Regions from separate parts of the Pan troglodytes genome. Here region 2 is linked to region 1. Evidence: chromatin contacts called from public Hi-C data. All regions are on one chromosome and are shown on one strand. Each heading gives the region's core, a stretch centred on a gene start, on an enhancer-like site or on the middle of the called end of the contact. The rest is flanking DNA. Distances are from core to core; before and after follow the strand shown. Region 1 has its middle 160 kb from the start of SMAD2. Region 2 overlaps ZBTB7C (zinc finger and BTB domain containing 7C).

What was found. Hi-C and Micro-C count contacts between places; a contact is called where the count stands out from the background.
Region 2: a Hi-C map of induced pluripotent stem cells shows a contact between it and region 1, with 2.7 times the contacts expected there. The contact joins two enhancer-like sites. A contact is called at or near these places in 4 of 7 Hi-C or Micro-C datasets (blood, induced pluripotent stem cells and stem cell-derived neural progenitor cells).

The regions. Positions count from the first base shown.
Region 1 is chr17:57,840,817-57,848,180 of NHGRI_mPanTro3-v2.0_pri, reverse strand. No RefSeq gene overlaps it. Among named protein-coding and RNA genes, the nearest start is that of SMAD2, 160 kb to the left of the region's middle. Within about 2 kb of position 4,535, at least 1 of the 24 cell types and tissues checked has an H3K27ac peak or open chromatin away from gene starts, as enhancers often do. A contact at or near this core is called in induced pluripotent stem cells, where this site is marked.
Region 2 is chr17:58,094,215-58,101,578 of NHGRI_mPanTro3-v2.0_pri, reverse strand. It overlaps ZBTB7C (zinc finger and BTB domain containing 7C), which reads left to right. Exons shown (of 5, transcript XM_016933665.4): 5 at 1,190-4,230. The coding sequence ends at 1,841. Among named protein-coding and RNA genes, the nearest start is that of SMAD2, 97 kb to the right of the region's middle. Within about 2 kb of position 2,793, at least 3 of the 24 cell types and tissues checked have an H3K27ac peak or open chromatin away from gene starts, as enhancers often do. A contact at or near this core is called in induced pluripotent stem cells, where this site is marked.

The sequences.
Region 1 (7,364 bases), core at 3,286-5,785:
TCATGAAAATTTACTCCTATGTATTCTTCTAAGAGTTGGGATTAAAAAAAATGGGCTTACATTTAAGTCTTTGATCCATTATGAGTTAATTTTTGTGTATGGTGTAAAGGAGGGGGTCCAACTTTATTCTCTTGCATGTGGCTATCCGTAATACTGTTTTCTTCATATGATAAAACTTATAAATCAAACTTTTTAACACTGCTTTTTTGAATGAAGCAAGAGGGAGTGGGATCCACTTTCCCGTTAGTACTACCATATTTTAAACATGAGATTTCTATGACTTCTATTCCTTCTTCGCTCTCTATTGTGTATAATGTGAACATGGGTGCATTTCTAAAATTAGTAATTGTGTAGAGGGGCTTCAGTTCTTTAATTTGTGAAAAAAAAGAGGATTGCACTAGAATAGTGATTCTCAACCATATCTACTTATTAGAATCACCTAGGAGCTTTACAAAACACCCACACCATAATCCCTTGTCTGCATATTTAATTGATCTGGGGTACGGTCTGAGTATAGGTATTTTTCTAAGCATCCCAAGTGATCCTATGGTGCAATCAGGATCATTAACTCCTGCTCTGGAAGGTTTCTCTGGGAGCTTTCCAAATCTATCATCCTGTAGTTGTGTGGTAGTTCTGAATAGCAGGAACCTGACAGAATATGGCACTCAACCCAGGTGAGCCATCTCTAAGCACCCACACTGCAGAGCACTCTATGAGTAGCTGGCATCTATCTTGGGTTTGACAGGGCAGATCTTCGCATCGGTGCCTGACCCCTGCAGTAGCCTTGAGGGGACCTCTGCAATCAGTCCAAACCAATGGCCACTGTTCATGGGGCCCTGTTCCAGCCATACTGGCTTCCCTCAGCCACATCTCTTCTCGCCTACCTCCCAGCCATTGTGAAATGGCTGTTCCCTCTGCCTGAAGCTCTGTTCCTTTCCTTCTTCTCCACTGACTTCCTCCTACCCTCCTCTAGTCTTAACCTAACATCGCTTCCTCAAATAAACCTTTCTTGTCTCCTTTTCTGTTCTTCAGATCCCCTCTTATATACCTCCAGAATGTCATAGTGTTATATTCCTTCTTGCCTGTGTCCCAACTGTGAAGAATTATGGGTATATTTATTAGATTGATTTTCCTCACTCACTTGTAAGCCAGTGACCATGTCTGTCTTGGCCACTGTTGTTATTCCTAGTGCTAGAACAGGGCCTGCCATCTAGCGAACAACCAAGGAATACATGAACGACCCTGAAATGTTGAGAAAAGCCTTAACTCTGTTGAGCGCCTGCTCTTAAAGAAGACAGAGCTGTGTACAACCCATTTAGAAAGAGGTTCAGTCAGGAGAAGTTTAAATGGCAACCATTTAGATGTTTCATGGGAATCTTGGCTTATTCCGAGAATGTCTTCACCAATAACTCCTCATTCTCTGGCTGTGCAAGATTGAGGCAGCATCAGGCTGTGGCTTTGGGAAAAGGAAAGTCACCCTCGTGTATGTTAGGTCATCCCATGTAAGTGTACCACATGGATGGTTTGCCATTTATGAGTGTGAGTTGAGCATGCATCCACTCGATTCACTGGAAATCTGATTGATGGATGATCCTGCAAAGCACTCCAGAATTCCTTGAGTTTAATCATTAATTCACTGGACAAGGCGTCATCCCTATTTGTACCTCCATTTCCTCTGAAAATGGAGACGTTGGACTAGATCGCCAAGTGCCCATATTGGACATCATCTGCACAGAATTACTTCTCCTCAACTCCATCCATCAGGCTGTGTTAGGAACTGTTGTCTCATCCTTATCTCAGCTGACAACTGATAGACCCAGAGGTGAGCACCTTGGCCCAGGTTGGACCCATCTGTCTCTTTCCTGGACTTCAGGGTGGGGACTAAGAGAGAAGTCCACCTTATTCACATTTTTTCCCACATGTCCTGGAGAAGGCAGTCTAAAGACAGAGAAAGACTGAAGGAATGGAGCCGTGTAGAGTATGAATGATGCAGGGAGAGTGGACCCCAATTCCAGTTGTTTCTGAACCCCAGCTCATCCTTGCACTTAGATTGTTTTTGTTTTTTTTTGTTTGTTTGTTTTTTGTTTTGAGACAGAGTCTTGCTCTGTCTTGCCCAGGCTGGATGCAGTGGTGGGATCTCAGCTCACTGTGCAACCTCCACCTCCTGGGTTGAAGTGATTATCCTGCCTCAGTCTCCCAAGTAGCTGGGATTACAGGCGCCTGCCACTGTGCCTGGCTAATTTTTTGTATTTTTAGTAGAGACAGGGCCAGGCTGGTCTCTACTAAAGACCATTGTCCAGGCTGGTCTTGAACTCCCGACCTCAGGTGATCCACCACCTTGGCCTCCCAAAGTGACTGCACTTAGTTTCTTATAAACAATTTTCACTTGTGGTGAAGCTAGTTTGAGTTGGGGTTCTGTTACTTACAGTGAAAATATGAGCCTTTGTGCCTTCATATTTGGAGACTGGAGTATTTATGATCAATATTTAAAACAAGACCTAGTTCCTACCTTTATCAGCAGCATTAACCAAATGGTTAGAGACCTAGACAGGCTGACAGCCCCATCGTCCTCTGTATTGGCAGAACCACTCTTGGGTCTTTGGGTCCATTTCCAAGAGATACAGTGCAAGATAATAAAATGAGGAGGGTGGGAGCCTGGGAGGGGTTTGGGAACAGAGATCTAACTCTAAGAAGCTCTTTGCCAGGACAAATGAGGGCAAGACATTGTTTTCCTTTTCACTGCTGTGTCTCTTGAGCCTCAGACAGGGCCTTGAATAGTGCCTGGCACATGGGAGATGCACATAAAGCATTTATGGAATGAGTGTAATGTGGGAGTGCTCACTTCTCCGGTGTTCTAGAATAGAGGGCTTCCACGTTTGTGAGAAGTATTGGTGGCTAGGGGGAGTGGGGAGAATGGAAGATGTGGATCGCAATGAAACTGAGGTTTGATGGCAGGAAGATACCCTAGGGCGGGGGTGGTGTGGAAGTGGCCCATGTTCTGTGTTGCTGCCTCCAGCTCGTGCCTGCTGGCCTCTGTGCCATTGTTTATGTCATCTCACCTACCAACCTTGGGGACCCCATTTCCTCAAGTCCCATCCCTCTGTGATGACTTTACTGACCACCCCAGCTGGAAGAGCTCCTTTCCTCAGCACAGCTCACCTGGCAGTTATTTACATAGTGTCTGGCTTGACAGCTCAGTTGGGAGCTCTTGAAGGACAAGGACGGGATCATCATCAGCACACCCCTAACCCTCCTAGAACCTGCCCCACAGCAGCATTCAGGGCACAACAGCTGATGAGCCCAGGCCTGGACCAGGCTGGCTGACATGGAAGGTTCAGGGAGAATGTGGGCAAGGTGACTGAGACCTCTGTTTCTACTGGTCCTTCTTCACTTCTGTCAGTCCATGATTCTCTCAGCATTTCATTTGTGCCCTTTTATTTCTTCTCCTGGACTGTTAGTTTACAGTCTTGTTAGGGGTAATTCCGCTACCCCAGAAATCAATGCCTTGTGACCTGTTGTGCAAAGTGCATGGGCTCCCCGAGACCTTCAGAGCAGCCCACAGGGCACAGAGAAGGGGGCAGTCTCTCCTGCGTCCTAAGTCCTGCCTCCCCCTGCTCCCTCCCTCTCCAATGCCACCCTCTCTCCCTGATTCCTTTTGGGTAAAAGAGCATTAGTTATTGATTTTTTTTTTTTTTTTTAATGACAGGGTCTCACCCTGTCGCCCAGGCTGGAGTGCAGTGGTGCAATCTTGGCTCATTGCAGCCTCTGCCTCCTGGGTTCAAGCAATTCTCCTGCCTCAGCCTCCCGAGGTGCTGGAAGTACAAGCACACGCCACCATGCCTATCTAATGTTTGTATTTTTAGTAGAGATGTGGTTGGCCAGGCTGGTTTCGAACTCCTGACCTTAAGTGATCCTCCTGCCTTGGCCTAACCAAAGTGATGGGATTACAGGCATGAGCCACTGCCCTGGCATGATTTTTTTTTTTTTAATTCCAGGTTTGAGGCTCCTAGACAATCAGTCAGTTCATAATCCTCCAAGTCGCAAAGTACCCACCCCCACCAACTTTTATAAACCCCTGTCTTCGAACAAGATGACCTTGGCTTTCTTTCAGCCTCCTTTGCTGAAGCCGTTGACTGGTATCACCAGGATAAACACAGGCGTGGGCTGACCACAGGGAGCAGAGGTGCTGGGCCTGATTTAGCCTCTAGGCCTTGAGGGGGTAGCTGATGGGGCAAGCTTCCTGGGCGGGATTACAAGAAATCCTAGGGCGTCCTTGGGCGGTGTGTCTGGGGGGTCCAAGGGTGTTCTGAATCTGTGTGACCATAGTGAGCGGATGTGCCGAGGCATTCTTCCAGGGAGAGGGTCAGTAGTTTTCATCGGTTTCTCAAAGGAGCCTGTGACTTTCAAAACTTTAAGGAGGCTGGCGTGGATGATCTCCGTCGAGGTCCTTCCTGCTTCAGCCTCTGCACTTAGGAGTTAAGAGCTTTGTTAGGAGCCACGGAGTGGAGACACAGGCAGTGGCTGATTCCTGGGCGCCGCCTTCTGGTGGTGGGGTGCATAGCACCTTTGGGCAATTGGAAAACCCCTGGGCCGACTTCCTGTCTGGACAAGCCCTAGGAAAGGCTCTGGAAGGAGTTTTTGGAATCTGGGTGCAGCTGCCTTCCCTCCCAAGAGATGGAGAATGGTTCTGGTCCAAATATGGAAGGGAAACCCTGGCAGGTCACATTCCTTCTCCTCGTTCACTCTGCACTTGGCTTCTGAGCCCCCTCAGGAGGCTGCATGGGAGTTGAGAGTCAGGAACCATGTTAGCCCTGGTCTGGTCTGGGTAGAGGGTGTGGCAAGAGTGGCCTTGGTTTGGGAGGGAGGAAGTTTTGCCTTAACTAGGGGTAGAAGACCTAAGGAACCCTGGCCAGAATAAAGGCAGAGCTTTGTACATCTCAGAAGGCTTCCCTCAAATCAACGCCTTCACCCTACTTCCATCGGGAGAGGCAGGTCCTGTCTGAGTCCAATTCACAGATAAGGACAGTGAGGCCCATGTAGGTGATGTGATTTGCCTAAGCCTACACAGCTAGACGGATTTGGATCCAGTCTTTCCACTGGAAGTCCCACTGAAGATAAACACTCCCACCTTCCCCAGCCTCCTTGCCTCCTCCCCTGACACCCCAGCTTGGGCTGCCTGGGGTCAAGAACCTGCATTTAGCTCAGCATGCTTCTGGTGGGTGGAGTCCAGGGGGAAGGGTGAGAGTCCTGCTTTCCAGTTCCTTCCACCCTCCATGTGCAGTGGACCCATAGGACCAGACCAACTGCCTTGGGCCTGGGGCAGAGCAGGGCAGGAAGCTGAGGCCGCCTCCTCAACAGGGGTGCTCCCTGTACCATCCTCCCTGAGGTTGGAAGGCAGCTGCTTTGGGATAACAAAAAGGAAGGCCCCAGTTCCCACATCAGAGTGTAAAGCAATGGGGCTCAGCATCCCATTGGGTGTTGGAGGCTGAATATGCAATAGAAGCCACGGAAGGTTTGACCATCAAGTGACGGGTCCATGTCATGTTACTGAATGTAAGTCAGGTTGAAGCTGGGAGGATGGTATTATAGAGCCCTTTGTCTTCCCAGCTTAGTTGCCACTTCCTCTGGCAAGCATCCCTAATGGCCACTCTGAGTTTGGGAACCTTCCCCCGTCTTCCTCCCTGGTACACGGAACTCACATGCTCATTGCATTTGACACTCTCCATTGTATTTTCCCATTTGCTTGTCGGTAGCCCTCTTAGGCTCTGGGCATCTAAGGGTAAGACCCCGTTTGTCACATTTCACTATGGTAACATCACATTTCACTATGGTAACCCAAGCATTTAGCCCAGAGCCTGGCACATGATAGGTGCTTACAAAAATGTGTTGATTGAGAAACAGATCCTATCACATAGTATCCTGGTCAGAGACAGAATTGTTGGGAAATTTCTTACCTGGACAAGAATTCTGAGATGTTCAGGGGAGGACAGACAGCTACCAGGTTCCCCAGAAAGACACAAAGGAGCAAGGATTCCTTGGTTCTGCCTCGAGTCCCAGCATGAGTGGGTCTCCTGGCTGCAGTGTTCATGAGTTCTGTGTCTTGGTTGAGCTGTCTCAGTGGAGACTTGACTGTGCAGGATGCTGTGAGTTTGTGTGAAGTTCATGGCAATCCTGGGGGAAAGGCCTTTCTTTTTGTGGCTCCATTCATTGTACTTTTTCTCTGGGTCAAAAAAGGGATATACTATCAGGCTTTCAGTAAATTTTAAAGAGTTATTGAATTTTGAATACATTTTAAAGAACATTATACACATGCGCATATAAAAGATATAAAGGAAAAAAATAAAATGAATATACATCTACTGTGCATCAAGCTTAAGAAATTGTTTTTATATATATTGTATGTTATTATTATTTAGTTCAAAATAATTACTAAATTTCCATTGTAATAACCTTGAAAACTCCCATGTTATCTCTTCCAAATCCCTTTGCCACCTCCGGAGGCTCCAGCCTCCTACATTTTATGTTTATTGTGTCCTTTTATTAAATAACCTATGACATGTGTATCTGTCAAAAACAATATGTTATTTAGTTTTGAATGTTTTTGAAATGTATTTAGGTCGCATCATATTGTATACATTCTTCTGTGACTGATTTGATCCGTTCTGGTAAGTGTAGCTATGTTTCAGTTGTTTTCACTGCTGGTCAATATTCTATTTTATGACCAAATCACGTATATTTATCTATACTTCTTTCTTTAGAATAATATTTTGATGGTATATGTATTTTCCATTCTTTTGCTTTCAGACTTTCTGTGTTTCTGTGTTTTAGGAATGCCTCTTGTAGGTAGCTTGTAGCTGGATTATTAAGAATTCAGTTGTACAAACTTTATCTTTTAACTGGAAAGTTAATCCATTTTGTTTACAGTTTTAATGATAAATTTGGATTTACTAATATTATCTTATTTTGCATTTTCTACTTGTCCAAGTTTCTTCATTTCCTTTTTTTTTCTTTTTGAAACAGGTTCTTGCCCAGGCTGGAGTGTAGTGGCATGATCATGGCTTACCACAGCCTCGACCTCCTGGGCGCAAGCGATCCTTCCACTTCAGCTTCTCAAGTAGCTAGGACTACAGGAGTGTGTCACCATGCCTGGCTAATTTTTGCATTTTTTGTAGAGATGGGGTTTCGTCATGTTGCCCAGGCAGGTTTGGAACTCCTGAGCTCAAGTGATCCTCTTGCCTTGACCTCCCAAAGTGCTGAGATTACAGATGTGAGCCAATGCACCTGGCCCTTCACTTCATTTTTTTCCCCCTTTCTTATTTTCATTTGTACTGCAGACTCTCATTCTTACTGGCCCCCATTGGGGT
Region 2 (7,364 bases), core at 1,544-4,043, 260 kb before region 1:
GGACACCTGGACTCCACATCTGTTCTAACCTCAAAGCAGAGCCTGAAATTATAGGCAGATGCTCCACCCAAGCCACACCTGCAGGGAGGAAGTAGGAGACTAGACACAGAGCTTCCTGGCCCCTATGGCCCCACTGGGGAAGGCTGCGAATTATCCCAAGAGGAATTCTTGCAGCCCACCTGCCTATACCTCAGCCACCTTAAGCTGGTTTACCCAATGCTCAGTGTTTATGAAAACAACCCCCTGATGTCAGTTTTCCTGTCAAGACCACCAGGAGGTGTGTGGAATCTAGCTCACACAGACCCAGGTTCTTTCCATGAGCCCTGGACAATGAGAATTGATGTCTGGCACCAGGTTCAGCTCTGGGCAGTGAGGTTAAGCAACTTGCCTGAAGTCACCAGCAAGTTGGTGGTGGGTCTGCAGCTGGCGCAGAGGCTCCCAGACCCCCAATAGGCGCAGGCGCCCCCACCCTACACCATACCTTATCTGTGAATAATACCACTTAAACCCTGCAAAGTTTTGCCCTAGATTAGGCTGCATTCTTTTCGCACCTGGCTCTTTTGTAAACCCTGAAATTGTCTACAGACAAAGAGGAGAGCCCAAGGCTTAGGATAAGAAACCACCATGCAGGAGGTTTGAACAAGGTGTGCCCAAGCTTCTATAGCCTCCCAGATTAGTGCCAAACACAGACAGATCTCAATAGCCCGGGGGCTGGGATGGGACCAGGGACTTTGGGCCAAAGCATATAGATGAACTGGAGGGAAAGCATAAGGTTGCCTGGAGAGAGTGGGTGTGAGATTAAAGTGCAGTCCAGTATCAGCAGAAGTCGCTGCACTATCCGAGGACTATGGTCAGAAATGCTGACTTATGGCGAAGTATCTTCCCAGTATGTGAGATAAACCCCTAATAGAGTGGGAGTTTCATGACTCTGAGCTCGGGTATAAAAGGAGTTTGGGGGAGTGGGGCTTTCAGGACACTGCTTTTTCTGCATCCCTTTAATCCAGGTGAGTAACCATACCTGTCTAAGGTGGGGCAGCAGTTGAGGGTAGATCTAGCATGAGACCTATTTCTGGGGTTTGACTCCATGGCAGTAGGGAGCCTCGGCTGGTTCTGGAGGAAGGGGGAGCAAAAGGTTAGGAATGGCTCCTGGTGTTCCCTGCGGGACTGACCCCCAGTCTCTGCATTGCAGGCAGGACAAGCTGAAAATCCACATGCGGAAGCACACAGGGGAGCGGCCCTACCTGTGCATCCACTGCAACGCCAAGTTCGTGCACAACTACGACCTCAAGAACCACATGCGCATCCACACGGGCGTGCGGCCCTACCAGTGCGAGTTCTGCTACAAGAGCTTCACGCGCTCTGACCACCTGCACCGCCACATCAAGCGCCAGAGCTGCCGCATGGCACGGCCCCGACGCGGCCGCAAGCCTGCTGCGTGGAGGGCCGCCAGCCTGCTCTTCGGGCCCGGCGGCCCGGCCCCCGACAAGGCGGCCTTCGTGATGCCCCCTGCGCTGGGCGAGGTGGGCGGCCACCTGGGCGGCGCAGCTGTGTGCCTCCCGGGCCCCAGCCCCGCCAAGCACTTCCTGGCAGCGCCCAAGGGCGCCCTGAGCCTGCAAGAGCTGGAGCGGCAGTTCGAGGAGACGCAGATGAAGCTGTTCGGGCGCGCGCAGCTGGAGGCTGAGAGGAACGCGGGGGGCCTCCTGGCCTTCGCGCTGGCCGAGAACGTGGCGGCGGCGCGGCCCTACTTCCCGCTGCCCGACCCTTGGGCCGCCGGCCTGGCCGGCCTCCCTGGGCTCCCCAGCCTCAACCACGTGGCCTCCATGTCCGAAGCCAACAACTAGGCTGGTCCCTGTCGGCTCCAGCCCACCAGCCCTCCAGTCCTTCTCCCTCCAGGCCCACTCTACCCTACCCCATGGATCTGAACTTTTCATTTTAAAAACACAAAGGGAAAATGGGAAAATAATAATAATACTATCAGTGATGGCATTTTCCCGGGCTCCTAAAGCAGCTGCCTCCTTTTGCTGGTCTGAGACGGGCATCTTTTCCCAAAAGGCCAGGAGCCCGGGCCTCCCTCCCTGGCTGTCTCTCTGGCTCTCATATAGAAACTTGCACCGGCCCATGCCACGAAGAACTGGGTGCCCAGGGGCACTTAGGAGCTGGGTGAGTCATGAGGGGTCAGGGGGTGGTTGGCCTGGTGCCCAGCCAGCCACAGCAGGAGGAGGTAGGGGCTGGGCATGCACCTTGGTTAAGCCCCACCCCCTATGGCAAAGTCTCTGCCAACACTCCTCTGAGGGCTCATTTTCCAGTCTCCAGTGGCCCCGGGGTCTTTTTGAGAACTACCCACCTGCCACATAGAAAGAAATGCTCTGTTGGCAGGGAGGCCTCCTGGAACCAGTCAGGAACCAGGCTCTGGAAGGCCCGGGCCATTTCTTCCCTGACCTGTCCTGTGACCTTGACAGGTCAGCCCTCTGTAGCTCAGTGTCACCTGGCTATGGAAGGGGCTGGTAACTGAGGTTTCCGCCCTCCACCTCTAAACACATACACACCTATCCCCCCAGAGAATCACAGAGATGGTAGAAGCTTTGTACTCCCCAAGTCCATGGGGAAACAGTTTATCTTTCTGGAGTTAGTTTTATCACATCCAGCTCTATATTAGCATATTAGCATAGGTGAGAAATATGGCCAGACTAGACAGAGATCAGGTCATCAGGGGAGCTTCCGAGCTTCAGCAAAGCCCACAGGTAGCTCTGCGAACTCAGAATGCTACCCTACCTTCCCTGCAGGCCGCTGTTCATGTCTGGACCCCTGGGGGCGCTATTTAATGTTTACCCCCATCTCCAGTGCCCCCTCCAAGGCTGTGCAGTGTCTTGGGGCTCTCAGGGCCAACATCGAAGAGATGGGGGCCACCTCTTAACACCTGGCAACAGTCTCCCCTCATCCTGATTCCTGAAAACAGACAAAACACCGGTTTCTAGGGTTTATCTGTTTGTTTTTTGAGTTGAGGGTTCCTCAGGGCCTTGGCATTGCTAGTGATGGTCCCCTTTGCTATGTGAGAACCCCCTCGACCCTTTCCCTTCTCCCTCTGGGGATGAAGTGGGAGTATTTGGCTCCCCATTTTTGACAAAAGGGCTCAGTGCAGGGAGGTGGAGGCCTCTGAGGTTTGAAGGGCTCTGTGAGTTAGAGTTGTCACATGTTCTCCTGGTTCTTGAATTTGCAGCAGGTCCTGAAAAGGAAGGCTCTGCTGGCCCCGTGCCTTCCTGACCTTCTCTCTCCTTCCCTCCCCTCTCTTTTCTTGCCAAGTTTGCTTTGGTTTCTGAGCAGCCCAGAGAGGAGGAGGGTTCATCCCCAGGGAGAGCCCAGGGCTGGAGTCCCCAATCCCTGTGCTGTGGGCACAAAGAGACTTCAGCTCTTCCTGTTGCCTTGGCTTTTTCCTGAGCAAAAACACAACAAACAAAAAGGCCAGAGAAGAGCACAGACTCTGTCCCTCTCACAACTCTCCAGAAGAGACCCCCTGATTCTTCACACCACCGGATGCCACTCCAGCCAGCAGGATTGCTACACACACCCTCTGTTCTCAGAAGTCATCTGCCTGGGCAGCCGCCTCTCAGATTCCTGTCTTCGTTTCAGACACTTTTCTCTGAAGCATGCCCATGTCCACCAGCCAACGTGTCCCCTTGTCCCCCCCATCAGCCAAGTGATTGGGGCTGAACCAGACTTTAAAAGAGAGGAAAAAAAAAAAAAGGAAACATGAATAAATTGGAATCCAGTGGTGTTGGGGCTTTTGTTTTTATTTTGTAAAGGTGATGACTTCTTATAAACTCAATTTTTCAGATGACTGGTTAGTTCTTTCTGTTTTTTCTTGGCTGCAGTTTGGAATTGTACATTGTAAAATATCCAAAGATGTTGAGTACTGTATGATCAAGAACTTGAAGCAAATGGGTTGTGGGGGGAGGGGTGGTTGTGTTTTTGTTTTGCTTCAATTTTTTTTTTTTTTTTTTTTTTTGATGTTTCAATTTCCCTGTCTGTCTGTGGGAGAACTTTGGAATTTTTTCTATTTATAACTCTTTTTTTATGTGATTGCTCTATGTAAAATGACACTCAACAAAGTTTGCCTTAGTGATTCAAGGGACAATCTTCCATAACTTCGGTCGCACGCCACATCCCGCCGAGAAAAACTCTCAGCTAATTTTCTGGCCTATTTATTAAACAGTATTAATTGACTTGATTAAATTATATTGAGAGTTGCACTTCTGTGAGATGTGACTTCTGAAAGTTCACAGGACAGCAACAAGCCAGTCTTAAGGTTTTTAATTGTTGGGTGTCATAAAATAATGTCAAAGACACCTTAACAAAGAAAAAAAAAAAAAACCTTTGACCCTTATACTTTAAAGGACAGTGTTTTGAGTAAAAGTGAGCTATGCTTGCTTAATGACCTGGTGAGATTGATTCCCCCTTCCAATTGCTGTTTCAGTTATCCGGGGGTGTTGCATGGTAGGGAAGGCAGAACTCAATTCTCAGTAGTCTCTTACATTCCAGCTTTGTAAGGCATGGTTGGATCTTAAGCTTTGCAGCACCTGTGGGCCTGAGTGCGAGGTGTGCGTGTGTGTGCGTGTGTTCACAAACGTGTGCAGCTACACCCCAGGATGTGTGAGCAAGGGAAGTCCTGCCAGTTCCCCAGCCTGGCATCCGGAATGGGCTCCGGCTGGCCCTGCTGCTGTCTGGGTCTCCTTGCTCTCACTTCCAGGTGCTGGCATTGGCCTCCTCCTTTCTTCACCTGAGCCTCTTTCCCAAAGAACATTAGATCCTAAAAGAACCTAAGGTAAAGGAATATACTTCTGTCATTGAATGGAGTCAGCTCTACTTACAACCCACAGCCCAGACTCTTGGTAACACTGTTCTTCGAATTGCATTTCTGGAAAACCAAGGGTCAACCCGGAGCCTCTTTTCTATTTTTGATTCCTTTCTTGCTGTAGTAGGCAACGTCTATGCAGCGTTTCTTGGTACAGAGAAAAGAACAGATCCGGGTTTCCAATTTAGACTCCTCCAAGCTGTGTGTCTTCAGTCTAATCACCCCTCCACTCTGGTCTTCCCTTCCCTCACCTCTAGTAATAAAGGAAATGGGGTAATCAGAGCTTCTCGAAGTTCTCCATCTAAACACCCCTCAGCAGAGGGGGCCAGCTGGTTGGCAAATTGGGGGCAGAACACTAAAGAAATAGCCCAAAGTAACCTATCTGTAGTGTAAAACTCTGAAGTCTCCTGTTTTGGCTTTGAAATTCATGCTTCTGCATTCTATTACATAACATTTGTCTTAATATAAAAACATCGTTTTGATCGACTTGCCAGTTAAGTGACTTGCCTTTTCCCCAGAATCTTCTAGTGAAGTCGAACTGTTCCTTGGCCACCCTACAGCTTTGGGAGGCCCCAGCCCATGGCTGAGGGCTCGGGGTAAGCATAGCCCAGTGCAAGAAATGCAAGGCCAGCTGCTCGTCAAGATTCTGCTCAGCTCGGCCATTCTAGGATCATGTGGTCCTCATTCTGGGGGTCAGTGTCCACTGAGTGATGTAGGTGAAGATGGAGAAGGGGAAGGGAACTGGGCCCAGTGGGCCTTGACCCCTGGGTGCTCCTGATCTCCTGTGAGTAAAATCTCCTTCTAGCCCTGGCCAGGTGGGAATTCCATGGAGCCCGGCCATGTGTGACCTGCACCCTGGGACCCCAAGGTGCTAAGGGAGGTGGGGTCCTGACAGCAAAGGAGCCTCCAGTGGAGGGAAGAGGGAGTGAAGGAAGGAGGATGAGGCCTCCGAAGACAGGCCAAAGAAACCTGTGCAGCTTACCTGGAGAAGAAGTCTTAAGGAATACATGAACAGGCCTTGGGACTTCAACAGGTGTGTTGGGGAGGGGAAACTTTCACCAAAAATTTGGCCAACCCAAGCCAATAGGAGAGAGATTGCAGGAGGCAACTGGGTGCCCAAAAAAAGGAAGAGAACTTCCTAACATCTGGAGTTGCCCTAAAGAGGAACGAGGTCCCTCGTGAAGGAGTGAGCTCTCAGTCAGCACAAGAGTTCAACACTGCCTCTCAAGAATGTTGGAGACCTGGCGCAGTGGCTCAGGCCTGTAATCCCAGCACTTTGGGAGGTTGAGGAGGAAGGATTGGATTGCTTGAGGCCAGGAGTTTGAGGTTCCAGTGATCTGTGATCACACCACTGTACTCTAGTTGGGGTGACAGAGCGATACACCCTGTATCAACAAAAAAAAAGAATACTGGAGAGGAGAGTCTCTAGGGTTCCTTCCGTCTAATTTGTGAAAAGGTGAATACATATCCACCATATGACCATGGAAGAAGAATCATGCCAGAAGGAGTTGGGTGACGAGTGAAAAAGAAGCACTGGGCAGATTCACAAAACTCAGCGTGGTGGCCCAGGGCTGCTGACCCCATTCTCCCTAAACCAGTCACCTGCAGCAAGTTGGGGCCAGAGAAGGGGACTCCATAGAAAAGCCGTGGTTCTTATTTAGAGCCCCCAAACATGTGACAAGAGAACAGTAAAGACCCAATGGGAAATAAGACCCTCATCTCAGGCCTTTATCTGACCCAGAGTCTGCCCCTTCCTGAAGAACAGAGCCCTTTACAGACCCCACTCCTCCTTTCCTGGGGCCTGGACAGCTTTTCCTCCCTGAGGGAACTCTGAGCTCACTGCAGAACAGGCAACCAGCATGTAAAGGGCACTTCCAGAACAGGGCACAGCCGGGTGCCCTGTACGTGGCCCTTCCCCTCTGAGAATGGGTGAAGTTGGGACTTCATAAGGGCAGCAGGGTCAGTCCCCCAGCTAGAAGCATGAGCCGGCAGGTGTGTGGGGCCCTATGGAAGGGAAGTGCCAGGCAACACTCATGCCAAGGGACCTCCAAGGACCTGGGACATCCTGGGACAAATTCCAGAATGAGGAGGTTTGTATCCAGTGAATTTCCCTCCCCAACTCCCCTGTGTCCTCCTTTTCTCTGCTCCTAAGTCCTTCTTCCTAACACAACTACCCCTCTGGGTGTAGACACCCTTTCTCTCTGCCCTCCCCTCTGTCCAAACCTGCCCTGAAAGGAGTCACCAAATGTGAACGTGATTCAATGGCTCCCTCTCCTGGCCTTTGCCACCCTGCTCCTCATTCAAGGTGGAAAGAAAGGCCCCTTGGCAAAGCACTGTCAGATTGCCAGCAGCAGACAAGCCTGGTTTCTCTGGGCAGAGGAGCCTTGAAACTGCACCCTTGAACAGTTACTGGCCTCGCAGCTCCCGCCCATCCCTCCTTCATCCCACTTCCTGGCTCAGAAAGGGATGGGGAATGTGGGACCTTTCGCTCCTTTCAGGTTTGAAGGCTGAGGAC